Regions from separate parts of the Mus musculus genome. Here all the other regions are linked to region 2. A link is a contact called in public HiCAR-type, HiChIP or PLAC-seq and promoter capture Hi-C data. All regions are on one chromosome and are shown on one strand. The core of a region is the stretch at or near the end of the contact, and the rest is flanking DNA. Distances in the headings are between cores, read along the strand shown.

Region 1 (3,939 bases), core at 247-2,746, 1.5 Mb after region 2:
TCCCGAACGGAACACTTTTCTGGTCCTCCAAAGGCGACTCCGGCGCCACTAGTCTAGCGTCCACAGCCCCATCTGACATTTCCCTTGCACACAGACACCACACAGTGATTTTCCTCTTGCCTATGTGTGCGCGTCAAAATTCACCTCCAACCCCTAATGTCCCAGATGGCTCCCACAAACAGCAGACGCGCTGGGTACTCGCGCTGGGTACTCGGAACTTCGTCTCCCAGGCGCTCGGCGCCCATGTGGGCTCTGAGCCCTCGGAAGGGGCATGGACCACCAAAAAAGCAGCCTGCCTCACCTAGGTTACGGTGTCCACCCCGTGGGAGCGCAGTGTCTCCTTTGCAGGACACAAGATGCTCTCACTGGGCGTAGCTTTCCCTCTGTGGGATATAGGGTTAGGGTCTCCCTCCTCGGAGTTCAGAGTATACTCTGCAGGGCACAGGGTTCCCTCCCTGTGCCCTTCCTCTGGGCGCCGTCTCGCCTCTGCGGAGCACATGGTCCCTTCTGCAGGGCACAAAGTCCCCATCCCCTGGTGCAGCTTCCTCTCCTCAGAGCACAGGGTTCCCACCCCCCAGCCTGAGCTTAGCCTCCCTTCTGCTAGGCACTGGTCCCTTCTGCAGAATACAGAGCTCAACCTTTCCTCTACCAAGCACATGGTCCCTTCTGCAGGGCACAGGGTCCCCATCCCCGGACACAGATTCAGAGTGACACAGGGTGTCTCTTCTCAGGGCGCAGCTTTCCTTTTGCAGGGCACAGGTCCCCTCTCTAGGATACAGGGTCCCCATCCCCGGACGCAGCTTTCCTTCTGCAGGGCACAAGGTCCCCCTCCCGGTGTGCAGTGTCCCCTGTGCTGGGTAAAGGTCCCTTCCCGGGGTACAGGGTCCCCTCCCCGGAGCACAGGTCCCCTCCGCCCGGTACACCATTCCCCTCCCCGGGCGCAGTCTCCTCTCTGATGGGCACAGGTCCCCTCCCTGGAGTACAGGGTCCTCTCCGCGGGCACAACCTCCTGTCCGAGAGGCGCACGGTCGGCTCGCCGCGGCGCAGCGCATCCCACGCGGACGCGGCGCCTCCAGGAGCGGACGAGCCGTCCTGGGCGCAGCCTCCTCCTGCAGCGCAGCGCATCCAAGAGGACCGCGGCCCGCCCTCCGCGCGCCGCCCGGGATGCGCCAGGGACCCCGCAGCTCGCCGCGGGCCCGGGCCCCGCACCATAGGGTCTGGGGTCGGTGGTCAGGTCCGCGGCCGCCGGCGCTGCGCGGCCTCAGCCACCTGCCCCGCGCTTACATAAACGCGGCCGCCCGCGTCCCCGCCGCCTTACCTCCGCTCACGCTGCGCCCGCGGGCTGCCGGCGTCTGGCTCTGGGCGCTGCGGCGGCCTCGGCTAGCCCCGCGGCCCCAGCTAGGAGCCCCTCGCCGCCGCCTCAGCCTCAGCCACCTCAGCCTCAGCCGCTGCCTCAGCCTCTGCCTCTAGCCTCGGCGCCGGCGGCTCCGCCCCCTCGGCTCGCCCCGCCCCAGCCGCCGCAGCCGCGCGCGCGTGCTCGCTTGCAGGGGTGGAGCCAGCGCTCCACGCTGACGTGCGCGCCTCCTGCCCGGAGCCGACGTCCGGACTCGCTCGCGGCGGCGGGAACTGCGAGGGTTAGCGGTTAGAACCAAAACAGGTCGTGCGTCGCTAGGGAGACTCGAAGCGGAAGGGAGCCTCCGACACGCACCGAGAAGATCGACGGGGGCGGGGTTCTCGAACTCGCGGGCAGGAGCCTCGGATGGGACCTAAGGGGACAGGTGGGACCAAGGATCCTAGAGATCCTGTGGGATCTGGGAATGGGGCAGGGAAAATCAGAGCGAAGCCACTGAAGTGCGACTGTGACCGCCGCTTGAAGACCTACTACACCCCGTACGTGGTACCCTGGCATCCCGCAAGAATCGTCCCTGGGCCTTCGTCCAGTTTTGAGAGCTGGCCCTGGCCACTGACACCCACCTCCGTAGACCTTGAAAATAAGTAGGGAGAGGAGCAGGGACATGATTTTGTGAAGCAGGGTGTCTACTGGTGGTCACTAGAAATGATGGCCGGTTTTTAACCTAGACCCCAGGGTCAAGTTCAGGCTCTGCCACCTCTTAGGCATACCAGATGTGTCTTGTGCTTGCATTGTCTGTTTCCACGTTTGTTTAAAAAGAAAAAGGTCTAGTAAAAGACAAGTGCAGGTAGGTAAAGTACTGTGTCGAGCATCCAAGATGTGGTCAACAACTTGTGTGGTTCCTCGCCAGATTGTCTTAACCTGGGGTGCTATGCCCAGAACGGGGCCTGGAGAGGTCCAGAATCGGAAGCATGAACTGACCACAGGAGTAGTGTTGTAGCCGGTCCACATCTGCTTCCATCACAAAAACATGTCCTTTGGACCAGCTAGCCACTCAATGAATTCTTCAGCCTGCCTAAAAGGTGGGCACCAGGCAGTGCCTACGGGTGCACTTGTTGGCAAGTAAGTAGAGATCATCACTCTTGGAACACCTACCAGGATGTCAAGCTTCACATACAAGTATGTGCACAAGGACAAATGTGTCTGTTTCTAGGTATCACACTACCCCAGAACTTAGTAACTTAAAGTCATGGTTTGTAAGTCTGATGAATAGCAGCTTTTATGCAGTGTTCAGCTGGTTTGGTTCATCTCTGCTTCATAGATGACCTCACTCCCTTATGTCATGTGTTACCTACTGTTAGTAAGCTAGCTCTCGTTGCTTCTCATAATGGCTGTGGTTTGGCCACAAGAGAGCAAGTTCCAGCCTTTTCATCCCCTGTGCACATCACCTGTGTTCCTGTGACTCATTGACTGAATTGAAGATGCTGATCTGACACAAGTACATATGAGAGACAGAGATCTGGACAAAGGAAGTATGCTCATCTGAGATGGTCGCTTTGATAGATCTTTGGTTCATTGTGGATTGTTACAGCAAAAACAGAACTCTGCGGTCTCAACCAGGATTAAGTGGAATGACCTTCTTTCTCTGCTGTGTACACTGCCAAAAAAACTAGCTTGAAGTGAAGATAACAGAGCACATAAACAGAAGCTAGAAAATGACATTTTGACAGCCTCCAGGTATCTGTCTGGTGGTGTCATATGCATGGATGGGTTAATTGGCTAGAAAGATATCTTCATCTTCATAGTCTGGAAGTAGAACAGGTCAGGATGCCAGAAAATAGCATAACTGGGAGGCAGTTCAATGTAAGGAGCAGGTATGTTGGACTTGAACTTTGCAAACCCACTATGACACATAGCTGTGAAACTGGACAGATCATTCCATCTATAGGAAAGATGTTGATCCACCTGAAATCTGGTCCATCACTGGTGACCAGAAAGACTTGATGGCGGAGTCTTAGGAATCATAACACATACAAATGTGAATTGGGATATATATATATATATATCAGTAGTTCAGGAGTCGCCACACAAACCACATGAACACCGATTCAGTCAGGTTGGTTTATTGAACACACACCTAAAGACTGATCGACCAGGGCAACAGCTCAGGCTTGAAAGCTAAAAAGCTGTGAGCTGGACATTTCTCAGGGCCAGCTTACAAAGGCTAAGCCCACAAAAACCACAATGAGCTCATACACAGGTGCTGGAAGTGCTTGCCTGGTGGTCAGCCCTGACTCAAGCCATTTTAGACATAACAGCTCATATTGAACTTTAATTTGATGGGTCCTAAGTGAAGCTTATGGCTGTGGAATTTCTTAAAATTAACAAGCCTCATAACATACAAAACATAACAGGGTATGTGGTCTGGTCAGTATGACCCTGCTCTGAGTCAAATTATTTTTTTGCATCAATGACTACCAGGGATATTACAGCAACAATATGAAATAGCTGGCAAGCATGGAGCAAAATGGCTATAGCTATGCTGGGGGCAAGTCTCAACAATATCCGTGTGTGTGTGTGTGTGTATG
Region 2 (3,909 bases), core at 1,211-3,710:
TTGAAGAAACTCTTCTGCATAGACTATTTAAAGTCCTTAACTGCCATACGCACCACACCTTGCACTTGAGCAAATGCCTAGTGGCCAACAAGGACCCTTCTGAGCTGTGAGAGATGTCCCCAGCACAGCCACTGTGGAACAGAGGCACAGAGGTGACAGTGTGATCAGTCTTGGCGGCTTGAGTTTTTTGTTTAATGGAAGATGGTGAAAACGGAAACTCTAAGTCTGGATGTTTCTGACAACATTGGTCTCACAACCTGATTCAACCGACACACTAATAAAATGGAGTGTATGTCACTGAATAGCTGCCAGAGGTAACGGCTGGCAGTCTGAAATGCCATTAGCTCTCCAGGGTGGGCACTTACCTCTTTACACATGTTACATGTCTACTGGATGACATTCACACATCTGAATTTTATCTTTTTGTTATTATTATTCCTTTCAAGACAAGATCTCACTACGTAGGCCAGGCTGGACTCAAAATCACCCTCTACTTCTGCCTCCTGAGTGTTCAGATTAAAGGTGCAGCCCAGTGCACTTAATAAACAAACAAACAAAAAAAGAGTAAGAAAGAAAGAAAAAAAAATAAGCCACATAAACTGGGTGTAGTGACACCAAGTGCTTTGATCCTGGCACTCAGAGGCAGGAGGATTTCTGTGAGTTCAAGTGCCAGGTCTACAAAGTGGAGCTACAAGGCAGCCAGTTACACGATGAGATCTTGTCTCAAAAAGAAGGGGGGATGGGGCTGGTGAGATGGCTCACCAGTTAAAAGCACTGACTGCTTTTCTGAAGGTCCCGAGTTCAATTCCCAGCAACCACGTGGTGGCTCACAACCACCTGTAATGAGATTTGATGCTCTCTTCTGGGGTGTCTGAAGACCGCTACAGTGTACTCATAGACATAAAATAAATAAATAAATAAATAAATCGAAAAGAAAAGAAAAGAAAAGAAAAGGAAGGAAGAAAGAAAGAGAGGAGGGGAGGAGAGACATAAACTGGTTGGGGGTTGCCCTTAGATGGAATGAAGTTAGTTTGAGATAGACAATCTGCACCAAAAAAAAAAAAAAAAAAAAAAAAGGTAGAAAGAAAGAAATTTCAGCTGAGCAGTGGTGGCACACGCCTTTAATCCCAGCACTCAGGAGGCAGAGGCAGGCACATTTCTGCCAGCCTGGTCTACAGAGTGAGTTCCAGGACAGCCAGGGCTACACAGAGAAACTGTCTCGAAGAAGAAAAAGAAAAGAAAAACAAAAAAAACAAAAAAACACAAAGATTTGGCTGGTCTCTAGGGTTAATTGAAGGGATTTTCTAAGGTTGTGGTTCTCAACCTTCCTAATGCTGTGACCCTTTAATACAGTTTCTCATGTTGTAATGACCCCCTCCACCATAAACTTTTTTCGTTGCTACTTCATAACTCTAATTTTTGCTACAGTTACGAATCATAATGTAAATACCTAATATGCAGGATCTTTGATATGCGACCCCTGTGAAAAGGGTAGTGGCTGGCGCACAGGTGCGATCCTAAGGAACCCTGTCCACCTGACTGCACAGAAGCTGTCTCTTCTAGCTCTGGGTTCTGGGTTAGCGACCCTTCAGATTTATCCCCTATAAAAACTCAAAATTAGTTCACTGATCTCCAAAACGTTAGTGCTTCCGACCTCAGGGCCTCAATCCACTCAAAAGCAAACATGTCCAATCACTTTCTAAACATCATAAAAGCTCTCTGCAGTCCACCTCGCAAGCAACAACACAAAGGGGAAGAGGCTTTCCTAAGCTTCGGGCTTACAAGTAGAGATTTCGAGACCGGGGCAGTGGGGTGCACGAGAGCTGCCAAAGGGTTCAAGGGCAGTGTTGCACCTCCACTTCCAAGCGCCCAGGGGCTTCCCGAACATCCTTTCCCCATCTGCCTAGAGTGTACCGGCTCGACGCTCTAAGCTAGGACAGATGCTTAGGGTCTGAACAACGTTAAGTGGGTAAAGAAAACCCAGGACGGTCCAGGCGGGACCGGCCACGCCCACCAGGCCACGCCCCAGCTGCGAGCACGCGCCCGCCTCCGCGATGAATGGAGGCGCGCTCTCGGGGAGCACTAGCCCGCCCCGGGACTCGAGCCGGCCAGCCGCTGCCCGGGAAGCCGAGAACGCGCCGCGGGCTACCTCGGAGCCGATCATGTAGAACTCCCCGTCGTCCTCCAGCTGAAACTTGACGGGCTTCTGCCCGAAGGTCTTGCTCAACGCCATCATCATCATGGCGGCGGGGGAAACCGGCAGCCGGGGTCGAGCTGGAAAGAATCCGGTGGGCTAGGGCGGGGCCGAGGCGCGTCGGACCGAAAGGAACGGAGGCCTGGAGGTGAAGGTCGGGCAGGGCAAGCCGGGCGAACCGGGCGAGCGCTCGTGTCACTACTGGGCTCCTTGGCCGTCTCTGCAACGAGCAGGCCGCCCTCGGTGCGCATGCGTGGAGAAGCTGACGCTAACGTGCGCGCCGCAGCCTGCGCGACTCAAGGCCGAGCGCGTTCCCGCAAGCCCTTAAAGGGACCCGAGTTCTTTTTTGCTTCCTAGGCTTCCTCCCTGGGCGGGTAAGGAGGAAAACCTCTCAGCGACCGAAATAGCCACTGAGGCCCTGACTCAGGCGGTAGCTTTCCTAGTCGCATAGCCAGAGCTGGCACTCCGCCCCGGGATGAAGGAAAAAAATGAGACGTTAAGCGAGGAGAAGGACCGCTCTATCTGGAAGCCCGAGGGAAGCTGGGTGGGCATGGCGACCCCACGCTAGCGCCTCAGGTTTTCCACCCGAAAGTGCGTTAGGAATAGCTAGCTATCCACTCCAGGCCAACAGCAGTTCCCGAGGCAGTAGGGATGGGAAGAATGACAATACTGGATGGAGGTTGGTACTATTCAAAGATCTAGGTGATGTGCCAGATGAACGGGAGGAGGCACTTGCATTCCTTCCTTACCTCTGCAAGCTTGGTGCCCACAAGCCCAGCCCTGGTCTGTGCCTCTGCCCGCCTTGGGGCATAACAGCCCCGAGAGAAGACAGTGCTTCTGGAACGTGTCCAAGCAGTCCACCCCCTGTTGAACAGAGCCGTGACTCCAAAATGTTTAATGTTTATTGTAGCACTATTACAGGAGCTTAAGTTATAGCCTAGCCTAGGTAGCTATTCAACAATAGAGGAATGGATGAAGAAAATGTAGTCTAGGCTGGGTGTGGTGGTGCAAGCTTTTAGCTTCAGTTCCAAGACAGTCAGGGATATGTTGAGCAACTCTGTCCCAGAAAACAAAAAAGAGTGTGAAATGTGTGTACATGTGTTTTTTGTTTTTCAGCCACAAAAGTGAAATTACATTGTTTTCAGGAAAATGGATGCAACTAAGATATCATATTAAACAAATCAGGCCAGTCTCAGAAAGACAAATACGTTTTCTCTCATTTGTGCTTTCTAGATTTTCCTTAGATACATAAAATATGTATTCCACAGAACATTAAAGTAAAAGTGACATTGTGTATGGGAGCAAAGGGACTAACAACCTAGTGTAGGGGAGGTGGGGGCATGGTGGGATGTGCAAAATACAAACACTTCTCTGAAAGCAGCAGGACAAACAGTGGCCAGCTTCATAAGGGTCAGTCTAATGAGACTGCAATTGTGACTGGGGTCATGATGAAGGAGATGTTAAAGAACTAGGAAAGGCTGTGGTAACCAGGAGTTTGCCCACTGATCTCACAGCCATGGGAACCAGAGGGTTAAGGGCCAGGGGTGGCTCACACTTTTAATCCCAGAACTCCAGAGTCATAGGCAGGCAGACCTCTGTGGGTCCCAGGACAGTCAGGGATGTATAATGAGACCATGCCTCCCTCAGCTCCCACCCCCAGTAGTTAGGCATGATCTGATAAAATGATACTGCTTTTGCTGAGACAGCCAGTCAGT
Region 3 (3,858 bases), core at 334-2,833, 1.7 Mb after region 2:
ATGCAGAATATGCAGATAAAGCATCTTCCAGAACCCCTGCCCTGGCCAATCCAATGATACATGGCCACAAAACCTTGCCTTAGAGACTCTGACCACTAACTGGAGGGGGGCGTGTCCTTTGTCCCACTCATTTCCCACCCAGATCCCGCACTGCACTAACCAGGGCCCTGCTAAACTTCCCTTGCTCTGGACCAGCTCAGTGATACAAAGACCCTGAGTCCTCCCAAGCTCAGGAATTGAAATCCCACCAATCCTCATCCTGGAAATCTCCACGGGAAGCCCCACCCCCAAGAAATCCTATATAAGCTCTGCCTTTGGCTTCGTTCTCTGCTGCTTTTCACCCTAGCAGAATTAGCTGCCCTCCTGTTTTTGTTGTTGTTGTTGCTGTTGTTTGTTTGCTTTTTTTCCCTCTCCATAAATCTCTTGTGTGCCTCATGTGTCGTGTGACTTTGTGGTATTCCTTGGCTCCCAATTGCCAGGAAGCCTCTCTAGCAGAGCTGTAACATTTTCCCCGGAACAGAACTTGGCTGGGGAAAACCTGCCTGGCCGAAGTAAAGCTGTAACGCTTTCACTGGGGAAAGCCTCCCTCTGGCAAAGCAGAATTGTTACACTTTGGCTGGAGAAGTCTTCCTCTGCAGAGCAGACCTGTGACACTTTCCATGGGAACCCCCTCCTGCAGCAGAACTGTTATACTTCCTTTGGGAAAACCTTCTGCCGCAGCACCAGGAGTGGAGCTGGAACGCTTCAAGCCTTTCCCTTCAGAGTTGCAACACTTACAGTCATAACTAGCTTGTATCAAATGGACATAAAGCTGGTGGGCTCAAGCTTGTATCCTATTTTGCTTACTCCTACTGGAGTCTGGGTCTTTAATGAGTCGAGAAACTTGGGATCCAGAGTCCCGCATTGATCTTTTTGGTGTCTGGCTATCTAGGTCTCTGGTTCATGCACAATCAAGCAGGGAAGGTACCCTCTTACTCAAAGCTCCTGTGTCTTCAAGTTTGCGTCCCCAGTCACTATCAATAAGGATTTGTTTTGTTTTCTTTGAGTCAGGGTCTCATTGGTTAAGGAAGACCTTGAACTTCTGATCCTTCCAATGCTCCACCCCCAAGTGCTGAGATGATAGGTGTGTGTTATCACGACTCATTTGTGAGGTTCTGAGGATGGAACTCGGAGGCTTTGTGCATGCATTGGTTGCCAGGCAAGCAATTCTACCATCTAAGCTACACCCTCCACATTCCCTCAGTGATTTAAACGCCTTTCAGTAACAAGTTCGAGACAGCTTGGATGCTGTTTTAACGTAAATCCACAAAACCTGCCCTCTGGACACGCATACGGCTCTGGCAGAGAATTAACAGGACTGGCAGAGGTTTCCAAGGGTTGGCGGCTACAGAGCAGTTGTGTTAGGCAGAGCAGCTGAGCCTCAGAACCCGCCTCAGAGTCCAGCAGCTCCATTCCAGAGCAAGTGGCAAAGCTTCGCTGTCCACTGCCCAGCCTAGTAGTCTACTACGCACGCGCGCTGCTCTGACGCTCCGGTTATTGCTCCCTCCCCGCAGTTCCAGCAGCGCGCAGGCGTGCTAAGCCTCAGCTGCGCCCGTAGGCGGGCGGAGGTCAGGGGGCGGAGCCAGCGGCTGCGCACTCGCAAGCTCCGCCCGTCTGGCTAGCTTACGGAGGCGGAGCGCTTACTGTGGAAACATCCTAGCTCGGCGTTGGAGTTGAGTCGCCTGAGGTCCCCGCCGACGACGCACTCACCATGGCGCCTGCTAACCTTGGGCTGACGCCGCACTGGGTGATGCTCCTCGGTGCCGTGCTGCTGTTGCTTCTGTCCGGAGCCTCCGCGCAGGAACCTCCGAGAGTGGGTAAGGCCCGTGGGCCTAGGGGCCGAGGAGTAGGAGGAGGGCGGCCGGGTCGGATCCAGGGCGGAGTCCAGCCCGCGGGCTTGGCTGCCTCTGCGCTCACGCCCTCCCTTGAAGCTGGGTAAGGCAGCCAGCCTCTGCTGGAAGTTAACGTCGTGCCCTGAGGCACGAAAGACTCGGCTAGTCGGAACCGACGCCTCGGCACCTGCTTAGCATCTCGGGGACCATCTGCATTCCAGCACTGTTTTTGTTTGAGGGGAATCAGGGAGCTGACAAGTTGTGTCCAAGACTGAGGCTTGGTCAACTTTGACCTTTGTACGCTCGCTAGAGTTGATGAGGCGCTGCAAGAGAGTATTTTTGTTAGCTCAGGCTCTCTCAAGGTGTCTTTACACTCTAGCCTGTCACGGTGTGTTTTCTCTTTGTGACCTTTTGCCAGTTGTCGCGTCTCTCTGTTTAAGTTTCTTATCTGCTCCCAGGTATGCCTAGGACCGGTCTGGGACTGCCTCACTCCTGCTACCTTGGTGAGGGTGACTAAAGGAGCTGACCCTGGCCGCCCCGGGGAACTTGGGGCTAGATTCTCCAGTAAGGACTTTATGCCAGGCAGAGTGTTGGGGAGCCTGTGGAGACCCAGGACCCTTCCCAGTGTCTCAAGGGTGTCTGCTGCGATACTGGGGGGAGGGGGGGGGGCACGAACCTTCACCTGTTACCAACCACCACGTGTTAGGTGTAAGGATTCTACTCCTTGACATTCTATAGGGAGATAGCTGATGTTTAAAACGGCTAGTCTTTACAAGGAATTTGCATAAATTTACATTACCGTATCCTGTATCCCAAAACTCGCCTTTTTTTGTTGTTTGAGACTGGGTTCAGGCTGGTTTTGAACTTTTTTGTTTGTTTTTTCGAGACAGTGTGTCTCTGTGTAGCCCTGGCTGTCCTGGAACTCACTCTGTAGACCAGGCTGGCCTTGAACTCAGAGATCCGCCTGCCTCTGCCTCCCTAGTGCTGGGATTAAAGGCGTGTGCCACCACGCCCAGCTTGGTTTTGAACTTAAAGGTGTCTGCCTGCCTCTGCCTCTCAAATGCTGACCATAAAGCATTTGCCCTGCCTGGCAAAACTCACCCTTTAAATATTTTTTGTGTGCTTCACAGAACCTGTAGTAGATTATAGATCCGTAGAGTGAAATTTGCGACATTGAGGACACTTTGACAGGGCTTTTGGACCCTCTACTAATGGCGTGTGGAGTCACTGTCTCTGAGCTTCATCTTGGGAAAACAGTCCCTAAAAGGGCTGCAGTGGTGTTAGGAACACTAAGACACAGTGATGGCTGGTGCAGGTCTCCAAGTAGTGGGTCCTTACTGAACACCCCAGTTTGTAGAGGAATCTGCAGTTCCCCTCCCTCTGTCCCTGAGGAACCTGCCTTAGTGAACTGTATTATTCAATACTGCATACATGCCTTTTGGGGTGTCCTGCCCCTCCTTTTCTCAAACAGTGCAGTGTTGAGGACTACTTTGTCAAGCAAGTGTACTCCCAACATGACATTCGAGATGTCCTCTGAGTTCTGAATTCTGTCACCAGAGTGGGCACTCTTAAGCCCTTTCAAGTTCATTTCACTTGGGGGCACAGGAGATGGCAGCATGTTTCATAGGTTTACAATGAGTAAGGTTCACTTCCTTAGTTTCCACAATTATTCCTTTCCCACATGTAGGTGTGTCTTTTTGTCCTGAGGACCTGAGTCGACTCACCCGAAACGTCAAGGACCCACTCAGAAGCGAGTCACTATTTATTGCCTTTCCATTTAGTTATTAAATGAGTCTGAAAGTTCTTTAATAATGAGTAAATAGCTATTCTAAACTGAACTCTAAGCCACAGTGCCTCAGAGTCAGGACATCCGTGATCAGCATTGAGAAACCACAAGGACATTGTTCCTATCTCCAGTGTGTGGTTGGCTGTGTCCCGTGATGAGGTGAGAGATACTGTGTGTGGCCTCCCTGAAATGTGAGCCACG
Region 4 (3,963 bases), core at 1,257-3,756, 1.7 Mb after region 2:
AGGCAACAGGACCAGGACATCCTTCACTGCAAGGAACCTTTAGAATCCATCCTTACAGGGAGTTCCTCTGAGCCAACCTTCTCTGGCTTTTTGGTACTTGAAAGCATGCTCCATTTGTAGAGCCATTTATTTAAGTCTGTAAGAAACATGAACATATTTGCTTAGTCTCGGGAAATGTCTTAGGTTGTGTCTCTTTGTTCCATTTTCTTTCCTTGAGATTCTGATACATACTTGCACTGATCCGGGATTCTGGTCAGGTGGATACACACTTGTACTGATTCAGCAGGGCCTCTGCTTCTTCCCGTCCCTCTCTTTCCCTGAGACCCCAGAGTCCCTTGATTTCCCTTGGGAAGTTCCTCAGCCAGGGCCCTCTCTTCATCTTCTCTGGATGCTGTTCTTGATCCTCAGCTGTCTCCTTGGAAGAGTGTGTGACTAGGTGTGTGTGGAACCTCAGCTTATTATGGGGTGTCTGGGTCTGCTGTATGAAGGCAGGCTGGGATGCCCCATGCAAGGCAAGCCACTCTTCTCAGGTAACCAAAGTCATGCTAAGGTCTCATCCATGCCCAAGGGGCCTCCTTACAACATTAAAAAAAAAAAGGTGTGTGTATGTGTTCTGTGTATGGGTAGGTGTGTGTGAGTGCAGTACCTATAGAGGCCAGAAGAGGGTGCCAGACGTCCTGGAGAAGGGGCGCTGAGATCCAAACTCAGGTCCTTTGGGAAAACGGAGTGTTCTGTTTACATATACACATAGACATAGACATAGACATACACATATCTTAAGAACAGGCTTTGAAATACACACGAGTGAGCATCTTCCTGTTACCGGTTGTTCACTTTGCATAATGGTAGGCTTTCAGTGTGTGAATGGGTCATCATATGGTGTGAATGGATCGCAGTGTGGCTGTTTCTTGCTGCAGCTCACGTAGGTGCCGAGTTCATCCATCCTGTGCTGCACGTGTTGTTCTCCGATCACTTGGTAACAGATGCCCTCAGCCACAGACCCTCAGGTTTGATTCTTGTATCCTATAAACTGTTAATACAACACTTTATAATGCTTGGCATCTTAGAGCTGGTGGTACACTGTGGTCTGAACACTGCCTGCCCCGAGTCACTCACAGCTAATAGTGGAGGGAAGGTGTGCTCTGATCTCCAACAACTGCTTCAGTCAGCCTGGTTTCTGGAGTCCTGTCTCCCAGTTACACAGTCTGAGCTGGACATTCCAGAGATATGTTCAGCTAAGGATGACCATGATCTGTATTTGAGGAAAATCCATACCTTGGTCTGGTCTGGGTGTGGGATGAGTTCCAAATGCGTCCTTGTGGAAGACCTTGACAAACTTCTCGAAGAAAGGTCATGTGTACAGGGGAAAGGCTAAAAAAGGTTGGCTTCACAGACACTTGGCTTAGTAGCTTTGCAGTATTACCAGGAAGTGGGGATACTTGTCTGCTGGCCCTTCCTTGGAACAGAAACATACTTCTGTCAAACAGAGCGCCACTTCTCTGGAGGCTGCTGTGTGGTCCTGGAACACGGCCAATCAACACCTTCCTGAGACGACTGTGGGTGACTGTGTCAGCCCTGACTGGCCTGATTTGCAGGTGTTAGCAGACAGACACAGAGGGCCTGTGGGCTGCATTCTAAAAACTCACGCCAAGATACAAGGAAAGGACACTCTTGACCCCTTAGCCAGGGCTCCCGATGGATCTTCCAGCTCAAGCTTCCCTTGTTTTGCTTATCTAGTTGACTCCTTGGGCATGTTATTAAACTTCTAGGCATCTTGGTGTGCTGTGTAAAATGGGTTATTAGTGTCCACAATAGCATTCCAGAAACAGCAAATGGTAGGTCAGAAGGGAAGCTTTCTGTGCCTGTCACTCTCACCCACCCAAGCCACCTAGTGGTTACTTTGGGACTACGTAAGGAGGGAGAAAGGCAGCTAGATAGTGAGAATGAAGGGGAAGAGCTTGTCCTTCTGGAGAGCCATCTTGGGAATGGCCCTTGTGGAGGCTGGTCCACCCCATCCAGGAAATCAAATGAAAAAAGATGAAATGGGAGCATGTGCTGGCTTTCTGGGCCAACAGAAGCCATCCTCTGTGTCCTCAAAGGATGCCTTTTCTAGACATGAGCCCTCCTGTGACATTCAAATTAAAGGCCAGAGGCCTGTTCCAGGAGTGTGTGGTCCATAAACCATGCCTGGTAACCTCCTTATTCGTCTTCCGGACCACCTGAAAGGGTTAGCCTGAGTTTCTTTGCCCTCTCTTACCCAAATGCAGCCTGCATATAAGAAAAAGTCCCCAAATGTGGGTGGTGAAGAGGCTACTGGTTGGGCCAAAACGTTCCTCTGGGTCCTGACCTAGCACACAGCGCCCCCACTCCTCCCGTGCCTCCCTGCGTGGACGCGCAGTCTTGCACCCACATCCGGGGTCTCTGGGCCTAGGACCTTGAGTCGCGCGTCCCCGGGGCTCTGCGCGCACCCGGGCGCCTGACCCGCCCCGTGACGCATTCGCAACCGTCCTGAATCGCGGCTGGCCAGCGCGCACCCGCGGCGCGGGGCGCGCGCCTCGTGCACGCGCCCGACCACGTGACTCCGCGCGACCAACCAGCGCGCCGGGATTTAGGGATAAAGCGCGGCCCCGCGACAGTTGCGGCGGGAGAGCGGCGGGGCAGAGAGCGTGACTCGCCCGCTCCAGTGCCACCGGTTCCCGCTGCGCTTGCCGCCGCCGTCGCTGCGCAACCATGTCGGAAGAGAAGCCCAAGGTAAGCCCGGTACGCAAGCCGCAGCAGATTCCGCGGAACGCAGGCCGGGCCGCGCGCAAAAAGGGCCCGCGGGGCCGCGCCCGAGCCTCAGCGCCCCTCCCCCACCGACCCGCGCCCCTCCCCCACCAGCATTGCACTCCGCCCCGGGCAGCGCGCTAGCCCCACCCCCGGCTGTGCCTCCCGCCACACCAAGGCTCCGCCTCCGGGGTAGCCCCGCCCCGGGTGTAGCCCCGCCCACGGCTCGAGAACCCGGAACTTGGGTGCTGGTTCTTGGTTCGCAAGGGCCTCACTCCCTGACGCGGCCATCCTTTCGCGTGCCGTGCGCACAGTTGCACGCGTGGTGCTGCGCGTGAGGCTCAGCGGGCGCTCGTGAGAGCTGCACCGGAGTAAGAGCAAGGCTGGCCGCTCCGGGCTTCCAATGTTCGCCCGGCCGCATGCCCTTCCACTCCATCGCCGTGGTCTCGGCAGTTGGTGCGTGGGAAGGCCAGGGTTGCCCATTTCAAATTGAACAGTTTTCCCACACTCACCTGCCCTGCTGGGGGCAGTTTTATCCAACGGGAGATAAACGTTGGAGCCTGGCATTCTGTGCTCTTGACTGGCCTGGAGATGACCACTGTGTTGGCTCAGGTGAGAGACCCCAGGAGCAGGGCAAGCATCTGGACTAATGCCATGGTACCATGCTCAGCAGCCGAGCCCAGAAATATCTTGCCTGCGAGGTCCTTACCTTTAATTTCAGCTCAGCCTTGGGTCCTGCCTGCACCATCCCGGATATTGAATGAGCACCTGTTCGCCCTGTGCCAAGAGTAGACAACTTACTTTATTATATTTTGTAGCTGGTAACTACAACAAGAGTTGTAACCTTTTGGTGCGGTTAGGCAGGAAGTGAATGCCTGGTGTGTACTGGAGTGGCCATGCCTTCTGCCTCGGGTTAGTGGAGACAGAGGGTTATATGTTATATTTTGGTGACGCAGCCCAGGGGCTGTTGTCCACTAGGCAGATGCTCTACCAGTGAGTTACTTACTCTCTCCACACCCCCACAGCGGCCCCCCCCCCTTTTTTTTTAGACAAGGTTCCTTTGTGGTCCAAGCTGTCCTGGAGTTTAAGACCAGGCTGACTTCAAACTCAAAAGAGATCTTCCTGTTTCTGTCTCCTGAATGTTTCCCTGTGTAGCTCATGCTGGCCTCCACCTATACCCAGGAGCTCCCGGGTGTC
Region 5 (4,025 bases), core at 1,201-3,700, 2.0 Mb after region 2:
CACCGAGGTTGACAGGTTTCCACTGCCCAGGAATGGATAGAAGTGGCAGAAGCTGAGGCAGCCCATAAGTGGTCTAGCAGCTGACACGGCCATGGTGAGCCCATGCTGGACCTTTCTCACGTTTCTCCATTTTCTCCCTCTCGATGGACTGACATTTTGGCACAAGGGCAACTAAAGAACTCCCAGGACAAAGGTCAGAGCAGACCAGTGCAGGCTGGACTTTGCACTGACCTCTCTGGAAAGGTCTAGATTGCCGGTACTTTGCTCTGGGAAAGGGCAAACATCTCTGTGTTCAGATGTACTGGGAGAGCAGGGGTAAACAGAAATGAGCCATTCCCCGGTGGCAAAACTGCTGGCGCCATCCTCCCTGCCAGGGCCCCCATCCTTGCGTGCACAAGTATTTACTTCCCACAGCATGGTGTGGGAAAGGGAGGTTGGCAGATCAGACGGCTCACAGACCTATACCACAAACAGCCTGGGTTTAAGTGGCAGCTGAAGCCAGCCTTGGCAAGGAGTTCCGTTTCTCTCGACCTCCATTTACCTACCCATTAAGATGGGCAAACCCCCCTCCCCCCGCTACAGTGTTAGGCAGTGGCTGCAGGGACCAAATACCAACTATGAAAGTGCTTTTTTGGGCTGAACAGCTGCAATGCACCTCCCTGGGGACACAAGAGCACCATCACCTCCACCTGCTGCAGAAAGACAGGGTAGCCAGGCTCAGTGGCCCACCGGAGGTGGGTGCTAGGGCACAGGGCTAAGAGGCTCCTTGGAGACTGGAGCACTAGGCAGGGACTTCAGGTACTCCAGGTGTCGTCTGGCATCCTCCTGGTTGTGGCGTACGTAGTACACTACGTAGGCAATCACCATGGTAAACCAGCCGAACATGGTGACCAGCATGGCGACATCGGTGGTCTTCCGGTGGGTACTGCAGAAGCTGGCACCTGAGTCCAGGACCTGGATCAGCGGCTTGCCCACAAACTGCTCCTGCGCTGAGGTGTGGCAGGCAATTTCATCCACGGAGTCCGGGTCCAGCTTTAGTTCCCACAGGGCCTCCTGCAGGGCACACTCACAGTGCAGTGGATTGTGGGACAGGCGGATCTTGGCACTCAACTTGCCCAGGGCGTCCTTTGGAATTCTTCGGATGCGATTGTGGGATAAGTCCAGCAGCCGCAGGCCCCCAGCCAGACCTGAGAAGGCTGCTGGCCCAATGGCCTCAATGGCATTATGGGACAGGTCCAGCTCCCTCAGCTGAGGCAGGTGTTGGAAGGCTCCATTGGGGACTCGGGAGATTCTGTTGGCGTCTAGTTTCAGAAGCACCGTGTCGGCTGGGATGTCCCTAGGGATCTCCTGCAGCCCTCTTGAGCTGCAATGGACAGCCACGGCCCCAGCATGGTCAGGGCACTGGCAGGCCTGTGGGCAGGAGGCACCTAACCGTAAGCAGAAGAGGATGAAGAAGCAAGACCCCTGGGAGGGGGCCAGTGTGGCTGAGGGGCTCTGCCTGCCCCTGGGGCCCATGTTGCCTCCACCTGACCCAGGTAGCTCTTCTCCACTGGGATGTGCAAGCGACTGTCCTTCCTCACGTTGCAGGCAGTCATCCAACACAAACTCTTGTGTCTTCGCCTGCTGAAGAGCCTAGTGATCTCAGTTCTACAAGAAAAAAAGAGGAAAGGGAGCTGAGGGTGACCGCCACTGCACATTTCAATTCAATTTGGGAGGACGGGATCAGGGAGGAAAGGAATCGTAGGCATATCAGGTTTGAGGCAGGGCTCCGGGCTATCAAACATACCTGCTTTGTAACTTACTCTAGAAGATTCCCAAGGCCACCCAGAGAAGGCACCTCCCAGCTAAGTAAGACATCTAGGGCTGACCGATGGCTGGAGACTGGCCCTAGCTAGGCAGTTACAGAACCCTGTCCTAGCCTCTGGTCACCCACCCATAGCTGGGGACACAAGTCTGGGCGGAGGCCCAAGGATCCATCTCTTCCCCATCCCCCAGCTCTAGGCGCGTGCTGGCGGAGGTCTTCCCTCTCGATCTGTGCGAGCCAGGTCGGGCGGGGCAAGTGGCCGCGTTCACCAGTTTGTCCCCAAGCACTCGGCTACCTGTGACACCTTAAAGATCGCGGTCATCAATAAAGCTCGCCGCGCACCCTGAAGCAGAAGCTTCATGCCTGAGGCGCTGGAGACACCGGAGAGAAAAAGCAGCCCCCTGCGTGCGGCCCGGCTGGGCAGGGAGCGGCAGCAGAGAGCAGGGCGGCAAAGCAGGGACAGTGGAGCTCCGCGGGTGGGAGGCCACGCGGGCGGATGGGGGCTTTACCTGAGCGGCCGCCGCTGCTCAGCGCCTTCCGAGCTTCCCGGAGCCTGACCAGAGTCCTCCCGGCGCCGCGGCGACCCGCCCCGTGCCCACCGAGCGGCCAGTAAAGAAGGGAGGCGGGCAAGCCATGGCGGGAGGGGCGGGGGCCTTTGCTATAGGGGAGGGGCCGGCAAGAGGAGGGGCAGGGTGGGGCTGAGGCCAGAGGGGCGGGGTTTGTGTGTTGGGCGGGGCCTTGAGAGGGTTTTGGGAGGGGAGGAATAGGTGGAGAGGGGCCTTGCGATAAGGACGGCGCCGGTGAAAAGGGGTCCTAGTAAGGGACCTTGGTGTTCTGTGCTTTGGGGGACGGGGCTTAGCATGTTGTGGGTGGGAGGGGCCAGGTAAGGGCGTGGTCTGTGTGCTGAGGGGCGGGGTCTCTAAAGGGCTGTCCCGTGCGAGAGGCGGGGAAGAGGGGCTGGGGAGGGGAGGGTCCTATTTGAGGAGGGCCAAGGCCTTAAGGGGAAGGGTCAGATAGGTGAGGGGCTGGGTAGGGGCTGGGGCCTGCGTAAGAAAGAGCTAAACAGAGTTCATAAAATCCTACGGGGCGAACACCGAGGGGGGAGCCCAAGGAGGGGTGCACAGGGTTATGGGCGAGGTTTATGTGAGGGGCGGGGCCTGATATGTAAACTGCACTGACTGGGGCGGGATGTGGGCGGGGCCTGTAGGGGCGTGGGCGGGTTTAGGTACCGGCTTTCTAGGGCATTGGTAAGGGAAGGGTCCGTGGGCGTGCCACGTGGCCAAGCCCCGCCCTGAGCAGCCCCACCGCATGACTGACGCCCCTCACCCCAAGTCTCAGGTCTAAGGTCACCATAGAAAGGCAAATGGGAGCGTCGACGCAGGACCTGATCCTCAGCCGGGAACCTATCACCACCGGCCTCAGGAGGACCCCAGTCTTCCTTTGTCACCTGTCTTCCTCCGTGGAGTCTGCGTTTCCCACGACTTCCATAAATGGCCTCCTATCATTTTATCTTTCCGCCTCCTTATTTCGTGGTTCACCACGCTGAGTGGCTCCCTAGGTCCACTGTGCCAGTTTCTATACTGTAACCTGTTCGGCTCCGGCTGGGTTTTAATCTGGGACTCTAACGGAAGGGCCATGGGAGCGTTGTGCAGCAGCCTTGGGTGCATACCCTGAATGGCAGTGTCTGGAGCAGGGTAGGCTCCTTATTACACCCCACTGACAACACAGGCACATAGCCAACAGCTCCTGGTGGGCCCGTGGCTCTAACACTCTGGGTGTGGAACGGTGGCTTGAGCTGTAATACGGGTCTGTGTCACTCCAGAGGCTTATGGTGTGTTCTTCTTTGTTTCCTGTCTGCTCCGTTTCTCTGCTTTTCGATGAGTCGTTTGTTTTCTTTAATTTTGAGTTGTGAGAGTTCTCTGGAAACACCCTCCTTATCAGATGCATAATTTGTAAATATTGTTTCTTGGTCTGTGTGAACTGTCTTTCTATTCTCTTGACAGTTTTCCCCACAGTTGGTTTCTTTCTTTCTTCTTCTTCTTCTTTTTTTTTTTTTTTTTTAATTTTGAGAGAATCTAACTCAGCGATCTTCTTTCTCTGGTGGAAAATGATTTTGAGGTATCTTACGTAAGTTGTCTTTGTCTTAGGGAAAAAGCCACAGGGTCTTATGGATGTAACGATCTGCGTTTGAGTCTTGGTTTGGAGTTGATCTGGGTAAGTA

The links. Promoter capture Hi-C pulls out the DNA fragments that hold promoters and counts their contacts. HiCAR-type assays count read pairs that join an accessible place to other places. HiChIP or PLAC-seq counts read pairs in DNA pulled down with a chosen protein or histone mark.
Region 1: a promoter capture Hi-C map of liver shows a contact between it and region 2, with 6 times the contacts expected there. The contact joins the promoter of Adarb1 here to the promoter of Smarcb1 in region 2. A contact is called at or near these places in 2 of 39 promoter capture datasets (liver and pre-B cells) and 1 of 115 datasets of contacts at active chromatin or transcription factors (pancreatic cancer cells).
Region 3: a contact with region 2 is called in a HiCAR-type map of astrocytes, with 4 times the contacts expected there. The contact joins the promoter of Pttg1ip here to the promoter of Smarcb1 in region 2. A contact is called at or near these places in 2 of 39 promoter capture datasets (both in liver) and 1 of 115 datasets of contacts at active chromatin or transcription factors (astrocytes).
Region 4: a contact with region 2 is called in an H3K27ac HiChIP or PLAC-seq map of microglia, with 8 times the contacts expected there. The contact joins the promoter of Sumo3 here to the promoter of Smarcb1 in region 2. A contact is called at or near these places in 4 of 39 promoter capture datasets (the C10 cell line, liver and pre-B cells) and 1 of 115 datasets of contacts at active chromatin or transcription factors (microglia).
Region 5: a promoter capture Hi-C map of liver shows a contact between it and region 2, with 2.9 times the contacts expected there. The contact joins the promoter of Lrrc3 here to the promoter of Smarcb1 in region 2. A contact is called at or near these places in 2 of 39 promoter capture datasets (both in liver) and 1 of 9 other capture datasets (liver).

What each region holds. Positions count from the first base shown.
Region 1 is chr10:77,416,777-77,420,715 of GRCm38.p6, forward strand. Adarb1 (adenosine deaminase, RNA-specific, B1) reads right to left here and starts at 1,497. Exons shown (of 11, transcript NM_001024837.2): 1 at 1,319-1,497. Gm17769 (predicted gene, 17769) reads left to right here and starts at 1,600. Exons shown (of 1, transcript NR_027377.1): 1 at 1,600-3,939.
Region 2 is chr10:75,919,154-75,923,062 of GRCm38.p6, forward strand. Smarcb1 (SWI/SNF related, matrix associated, actin dependent regulator of chromatin, subfamily b, member 1) reads right to left here and starts at 2,461. Exons shown (of 9, transcript NM_011418.2): 1 at 2,150-2,461. The coding sequence starts at 2,242.
Region 3 is chr10:77,580,072-77,583,929 of GRCm38.p6, forward strand. It overlaps Pttg1ip (pituitary tumor-transforming 1 interacting protein), which reads left to right and starts at 1,584. Exons shown (of 6, transcript NM_145925.3): 1 at 1,584-1,856. The coding sequence starts at 1,751.
Region 4 is chr10:77,603,591-77,607,553 of GRCm38.p6, forward strand. Sumo3 (small ubiquitin-like modifier 3) reads left to right here and starts at 2,507. Exons shown (of 4, transcript NM_019929.4): 1 at 2,507-2,751. The coding sequence starts at 2,731.
Region 5 is chr10:77,900,086-77,904,110 of GRCm38.p6, forward strand. Lrrc3 (leucine rich repeat containing 3) reads right to left here and starts at 2,451. Exons shown (of 2, transcript NM_145152.4): 1 at 2,314-2,451; 2 at 1-1,647. The coding sequence starts at 1,515. The coding sequence ends at 742.